Regions from separate parts of the Pan troglodytes genome. Here region 2 is linked to region 1. The links are chromatin contacts, called in public capture Hi-C maps. All regions are on one chromosome and are shown on one strand. Each heading gives the region's core, a stretch centred on a gene start, on an enhancer-like site or on the middle of the called end of the contact. The rest is flanking DNA. Distances are from core to core; before and after follow the strand shown.

Region 1 (3,554 bases), core at 343-2,842:
GGGCTTACCCATTGGGTGTGTGCTCACTGCTTGGGAAGTGCAGGGGGTCCTGGGCACATTGCCAGCTGGGTGCTGAGCATTGAGTCACTGATCTCTTGTGATTGGGCCAATGAGTCAATTGAAAGGAATTCATGGGCCAAACAGGTCCCATCCTCTTCATGACAGCTGTGAGCTCCTTACTGTGGGAGAGCTGCAGGGAGCCAAGGTGGGCTGCCTGACACACTTGCCGCTCTCGTGTGAATCCAAGAAACTGCGTTCCTCAAAGGGGCCCTGGTTGTCACCTTCTCCCACAGCCATTTCCACCCATCGTTGTCTAGAATCTCTTTCATTAGCACATTCCAACCCCTCTGCCACTTGGTTTAGAAATGAGCTCCCTGGCTCAGTGGGCCTTTCAGAATCTGGAACCAGACGGAGGTGGAGTTAAGAAGATAGGACAGAACAGGCAGGCCAAGTTCACTGAAGCTTAAGAAAATCATGTTTAGACTCTGTTTAAAAACATCCAGGCTGGCTCCCATTCTATAGCATGAAGGGCAAGTCCATGTTCTTCTCGCCAGTGCCCACGTAGATGTAGCCATAGTTCTTGGTGTGGGGAGCATGGTAGAAGGTGAGGCCCGGCCAGAGCAGGCTGCGCAGCACCACCAGGGCATTGCCCCTCTCCATCTGGATGCTCCAGGACCCTGAGATGAGACAGGCAGGAGGTGAGGCCTGGTGCTGCTGGAGCCACAGCTCTGCCCTTCATGCTGTGGCCCCTGGCTCCTTGGGCAGCCAGGCCCAGGTGCTATGGTTCCACTGGGGAGAGACCATTTAATTCTCCAGATGCTTTACTCCCTGATTGTCTTTTAGCCATTATTCTTTTCGTTTTAAGAGACATGGTCTCACTCTGTCACCCAGGCTGGAATGCAGTGGTGCAATCACAACTCAATGCAGTCTTGACTCCTGGGCTCAAGCAATCCTCCCACCTTAGCCTCCAGAGTAGCTGGGACCATGGGCATGCACCACCATACCCAGCTAACTTTTCTGATTTTTTGTAGAGATGGGGCCTCACTGTGTTGCCCAGGCTGGTCTCAAACTCCTGGGCTCAGGCGATCCTCCCACCTTGGCCTCCCAAAGTGCTGGGATTACAGATGTGAGCCACCACGCCCAGCCCTTTTAGCCATCTCACTGCTCATTAAAACCACTTTCAGAGGGAGGGCAAAGGAAATGAAAAGAGGTGAAACTCAAACCAGTCTGTTTTGTTCCTGTCAGCAAGTCTAGCTAAAGGTTGAGTGGGGGAGGAGGCTGAATCCAATCCACAGGCAGAGGGGAGTTGGGCTGGGCCAAGGGAGACACCAGCTCCTCCCACACTATACCCAGTGCAGTCACCAGTTCTAGTGTGGTTTGCCGCTACTTGCCATTTTGCTGTGTCTTCCTCATTTCCTGAAGCCTCTCCTGAGTTGGATTAGACCAGACCGGGAAAGGAAGGCTCAAATAGAAATTTGGGCAGTTCAGGCCTCCTAGCTCAATGGCCCTTTCTGGCAGCTGGTAGACTGGGAGCCATCCTTGGTGGGAGGGGACTTGGGCTCCCCCTAATGAGCCTTTGTCCTAGGTTCTGCCCTGGTTTTTGCCTCCCCACACAGGAGCAGCCCAGCTCAGGGCTGAGTCGTGCAGCCATGAGGACTTGGCTGGAAGGGCCTGATTAAGCTCCAGAACCGAGGGAGGGAGCCACAGTGTGGGAGGAAGGAGCCTGGGAAAATCGCCTCTGGATGCAGATCTGGGGCTTCTATTCCCCTGCGCACTGAGGCCTCTCCCGGCCCAGCCACAGCCCTGCTCCAGGCCCTGCCAGAAAGGCAAATGCTTTGAAAGTTTTGGTGTTGGACCAGCCAGCCATGCGCTGAGAGCTGCTCTGAGGCCTTCATCAGCTGCCAGCTCAGCCTGGCTGCTTGGCTCCTGCTGCCCCAGCTTCCCACGGGCCACCTCCAACCATGGTTCACCCTAGTCACTCCACACCCTGCAGCCTCACAACTCAGTGCCCACCCACTGGGGGCCACCCTGCATCCAAGAAACCTGATTGCCAGGAACCCCTGACCCTCATGGCAGCTCATGCACCCTTACTCAGGGTGCAGCCGCCTGCCTAGGTCAAAACCAAAGTTTTCTGGGCGTATATAGTTTGGCTGTCCCTGGTCCTGCTCAGGGAGAAGCCAATCGCAAAGCTCACTTTAGCACTGTGCAGTGGCCAGCACCAAGTGCCATCGCCCATGCAAAGGATGATGTCAGCCCCCTCCAGCCCACACAGTGCCTGCTGGACAACATCAAGAAGAAAGTAGTGTCCCTGTGTTAGCGGGGCTCCGGCTGGAACACTGCCCCTGAGAAGGAGTATTGCCCCTGACTCTTAAAACTTTTCTCTGGGTGCTTGAGGTCCTCTGCCTCTCAGACCTGCCCTCAGAGTTTGAGAGTCCCTAGCCTGGTACTTTCCTGGTCATGCATCTCCAGAAAACAGATTGTTTAGGATTGATGAGGGTGGGGGTCCAACAGGACAGAGTGTTCCAACTCCACTGCTTCAGCCTTGGACAAGAAGCACAGACCCAGGGAGATCCGATTCCCTCCCTTGGTCACCCCACCAGCCTAGAGTATCGTCAGGGACCAGGCTCCATAAAGACACAGTCCCTCAGCCCCTTGAACTAAGACCAGACTGCCTCATCTCTATCTGCCTACTGAGGGAGGGCAGCTTGCAGCCTGCCTGGGCTAGGTGCTGCCCTGGAGAAAATGGAATCCTGGAGTCCTCCAACCTAGACCCTTGTCAGTTCATTGTTGCCAGCACCTTGGCATGCCTGGGCAAGGGCTTGGTCCTGCCCTGCCCTCACACCAGCCTGCCTGCCTAGGCTTTGGCCACCTCTTGCCTCCAGTAAATAATGCAGGGGGCGGGGGGCAGTGTTCTTGGACGAAGTGGCCTAGGCCTATCAGCAGGGGCTCCTACCCAGAGAGCAAGGAGAAACTGGCAGGGGGGCTAGGGAAATACAGTGCCCCCGCCTGGCAGGGGGCAATGCTGCGCAGGCGGGAGGGTGCTGCTGGAGTACGGTAGCGGCATGTAGGGCCAGCCAGAAAACAGCACTGCCTCCCTCCCTCGCATTCCTGTCACACTCCTGTCCTCTCATCGTCCCTGGCTCAGCTGGTCGCCCGGGAAACACACAGACTCAACGTGCCAGGAGTCACGTAGCATCTACCTGAAGAGCCAAGCACTTGCTGTCACCTTCACCCACTTTCTTACTGCAACTGCTGAACAGGCTGAGCCCAGCCAGCTGCTGTCACCGCCTCCAGGACTCGGGGAAAAGCCCCCTGCAGACTTGGTGCTGCAGGTTCACAGCCCCCGCTCTCTCTTCTCTCCCCAAATCCCTCCTGCCCCCTAGCAGCCACTCTTCTCCAGAAGCTGTGTTTTGAGGATGTGATGGGTACAGGTTGGTAAATCAGGAGGGGGGCCTCCTGGGTTTCCTGGGCCCACAGGGTCTCACCCACCTTGCTAGTATGGAAACCTCAGGCTAGGGCGTACTTACTCTAATTACATTCTCCTGCCATCCTGG
Region 2 (3,554 bases), core at 398-2,897, 300 kb before region 1:
AATGAGTTAAATATATGTAAAGTACTTAAAACAGTGTCTGGAACATGGAACAGGAATTGTGAATCTGCTGGTAGAGAAAGACACAGCTATGCCAAGGCATTAAAAAGATATTACTGACTTTTTGGAAGGGAATATAAAATTCATATATACAGGAAAAAGCCACCCACACAACCGACCCTCAGCCGCCCATGTCACTCTGCCATTAGAAGCCTGTGCGTGCCTTGTTTGCTAAGATGGCATCATCACCTCCCTTCCGCAGAAGAGGCAAAGGACCTGCTCAAGACCAGCAAGGTTTGAGAAGGGAACCAGCTCTCTGGCTCCAGGCCCAGAGCTTACCTCCACTGCCTTAGGTGGTGCCCATGATTCCCTATTTCCTTAAACGTGCCCCACAGGCACCCCTCCTTAGATGATGTATATTACTGCCTTATCTCGCCCACCATTAGGAAGTCCTTTCTCACGTCTGATCTCAGTCCCACCACTTGTGGTGCAACCCCTATATCTAAGGCTGCCTGCATGGAGATAGCACGGGACCGGAGGGGGTAGCGGGTAGGGAGAGGGGAAAAGGCTTCTCCGTGATCTAGTTCCAGAAACCACTCTCACTGAGGAAGTCAGTTCATCCTGATATTTAACTTTAGCCCCACCATGGGTCAAGCCTGTTCTTCCTGCCTATCCTTGGAGGACATGGGGCATTTACCCCAGGGCTTCCATATCTGCCCTGCAGAGATAGGAATCAAGCCCTTGTACTTCCTGACTTGACTCTTGGCAGGGGGACTCCAGGGTTATATATAAGGTAGACTCAGTGCTAGCCCAAGCAAAAAGGCACATCTCAACCCTGACTATCCAGGGAAGGCTAGTACTCCAGCAAATCCTGTACGGACTATGCTGCCCATTGCACAGATGGGGAAACTGAGTCCCTGGGCAAATGAGGAGCTTTCCCCCAAGCACACAGCCAGGAAGACTGTGTTCATTGCAGTCCTCTCCCCAGTCTACCCAGGTCGCAGGAAAGCACTGGCAGTTTGCAGGATCCCTGAGCCTGAGCCATAGGTGCCGAAAAAGCAGCTGATTGACTGTCCTTTATAACTTCAAAGCAAGTAGCGTCATCTTTGTCTCCTTAAGATCCAACATGGAGTTTAAGAGAGAAGTCAGAAAGAACCTGTTGACAGTAGGAAATGAGGGAAACTGTGGAATTCACTTTTCTGAGGGCATTTTAACTAACAGATACGCAAGCAAGTCTGCCTAGTCCAGCAGTTCAGGTTGTCTGCTGTATCAGAGGATGAAATTTCTTTAATTCAAACTGACATTTTCAAAAGGGTTGTGGGGGTGGGTGCTGTGGACTAGCCACCCTTGTACCATGCTTTGACTGGTCTGGCCTGGGAGAGAAGCGGTGGTGCCCGTCCCTACTCTTGCTCCCAGCCTTGTCTGCTCCCTGCCTTGCCCCCCTGCCCACCCTGGCTGCCTCCGGTCTCCCGTGATTGAAATCTCCCTGCTGGTCTCAGAGCTGACCTTCCCGCCTTTAATTCAATCAGGAATCACAAGCCCTTTTAATTTAGGAAATAAAAGGCTGGCTGCTGAGCAGGCTGCACCTGATTGACGGGGCTGCCAGCTTGGTCAGGCTGGCCTGGGGAGGGGGCATAGACCCGTGACCTCAGCTGGCCTCTCTGGGGTAGGAATGCTCCCCCAAGCCTGGGGAACAAAGGAGGACCACCCCCCTCCTGATTCCCAGCAGAGGAGGGGCCAAGGCCACATGGTAGGGGGTGGCTGCTGGCTGGCCCAGAGAAGCTGGGGAATGTCAAGCTCTCACTGCAGCCTGAGGGACTTGGGGTAGACACAAGGGAGGACTTTGCAACTGACTAATTCCTCTGTTCTTGTTATGTGATTCTGGGTTGATGCTCCAAAGTATTGCAACAACGCATTTTTATTTTCCAAAAAAGTAGAAGAGGCGCCAGAGGAATCAATGCTAGCTTTTCTGGACTTTGGTTTCTCATCCATATATAAAGGTAGACAGGGACCCAGCCACCGGGCTGTTGTGAGCATTAAATGAGTTAATGAAAGCTCACTGGCACATAATAATCGCTCATTAAATTATAGCTAATAACATTCTTAATAATATTATTCTTCTAGAGGCATACAGAGGTCTCCACTTCTACTTGGAAGTGGAGGAGACTTGGGGGAGAGAGTCCAGGGTCCTGGGCCCTGTTGCTTGCTTTCTCTCCTTGGAGACAGCCCAGGACAGGTCCCGTCAGCACCTAGGTTCCTTCCCCGGGGGAGGCAGGCTGGGTCAGTGGAAAGCTGCCTGCTCAAGGAGTAGAATTCTGGTTCAGCATATTTTGGCCTCACTTCTCTGAGCCTTAGTTTCTTCCTTTGGAAAATGGGCTAGTAGCACCTACCTGGTAGGATTGCTTTGATGCTGTTTAAAGTGCCCAGGCCACAGCCTGCCAAGTATTAATAGGAGGTGCTCAGATTGTGGTACCTCCCTCTCCTGACCCCCCAATCAAGTGCTCAGCCCAGCCTACCCAAGTGGTTTTGGCCTCCATCCTGAACCTACCCTGGCCCTATGGGAAACCCCATTTCCCTGTGATCTGAAGCTGAGCTCTAAGAGGCCACTACCCTGTTCCTGTTCAACCATATTGCATAAATGTCCTATGGCCTGATTCCCACAGGGTTCTGCCTGTGGCCAGGATCTGCCTCAGATGCTCCTTCCACTGTGGCTGGTTTTACTTTCCAGAGATGAATGAGCCTGTAGAATGAACCACCTTAGGGCAGGCGGAGATGGCTGGCAGCTCCCCATGTGTGTACAGCCCAGTGCCTAGCATGAAGAGATGCTCAAGGAGGTCTCTCCCCAAAGTCTGCCCCACCCTCCTGTCCTAGGGGTATTATAAAAACATATACTATAACATCATTCTTTGGTTTCTCAATAAGCAATGCTACACAGCTCCTGTATAAAATATGTTTGGCGATAAAGGTAATAGTCACAGTGGATGCCCACTTGAGCTTCAGGCTTACTCCGTGCTAGACTTGGTGTTGAGTGCTTGAGACACACTGTCTCTCTCCTACTTCCCTATGAGGTAGAGATTGCACTGCATCTTTGAGGAGACTGACACTCAAAGAGATTGAGTCACTTCTCCAAGCTGACCCAGCTACTAAGCAGCAGTGCTGGGATCTGAATCCAAGCCCATTGTCAGTCCTCTGCAGACTTGGCTGGGCAGTTCGTAGAAGATTCTCACGTCTGTTGTTGCATTTGATGGCGTAGCAACCTCAGGGTTTTGCCAAGTGTGTGATTGTCATTATTATGATCCCATCCTACAGGAGAGGAAATGGAGATTCCCACATCACACAGTAAGTAAAGATGGGACAGGGACTTGCACTTCCGCACTGTGCTCAGGTCTCCACTGTAAGCACAGCCCTCCCTCCTGGTTTAAAAGCATTCCCTTACTGCTTAACATCAGTGTTCCAACGGGATAGTTCATTCATCCATTTGGTAAATATTTATCAGGCACCTACTATATTTTAGGCCCTGTGTGGGAGATTAGTGCTGAACAAGCCAGAACCTGTTC

What was found. Capture Hi-C pulls out chosen DNA fragments and counts their contacts.
Region 2: a contact with region 1 is called in a capture Hi-C map of stem cell-derived neural stem cells, with 3 times the contacts expected there. The contact joins two enhancer-like sites. A contact is called at or near these places in 1 of 7 Hi-C or Micro-C datasets (blood) and 1 of 1 other capture datasets (stem cell-derived neural stem cells).

What each region holds. Positions count from the first base shown.
Region 1 is chr5:49,558,964-49,562,517 of NHGRI_mPanTro3-v2.0_pri, reverse strand. RSPH9 (radial spoke head component 9) reads right to left here. Exons shown (of 5, transcript XM_016955588.3): 5 at 458-677. The coding sequence ends at 517. MRPS18A (mitochondrial ribosomal protein S18A) reads left to right here. Exons shown (of 6, transcript XM_001140445.5): 6 at 1-159. Among named protein-coding and RNA genes, the nearest start is that of MRPS18A, 18 kb to the left of the region's middle. Within about 2 kb of position 1,592, at least 11 of the 24 cell types and tissues checked have an H3K27ac peak or open chromatin away from gene starts, as enhancers often do. A contact at or near this core is called in stem cell-derived neural stem cells, where this site is marked.
Region 2 is chr5:49,863,059-49,866,612 of NHGRI_mPanTro3-v2.0_pri, reverse strand. No RefSeq gene overlaps it. Among named protein-coding and RNA genes, the nearest start is that of LINC03040, 32 kb to the left of the region's middle. Within about 2 kb of position 1,647, at least 1 of the 24 cell types and tissues checked has an H3K27ac peak or open chromatin away from gene starts, as enhancers often do. A contact at or near this core is called in stem cell-derived neural stem cells, where this site is marked.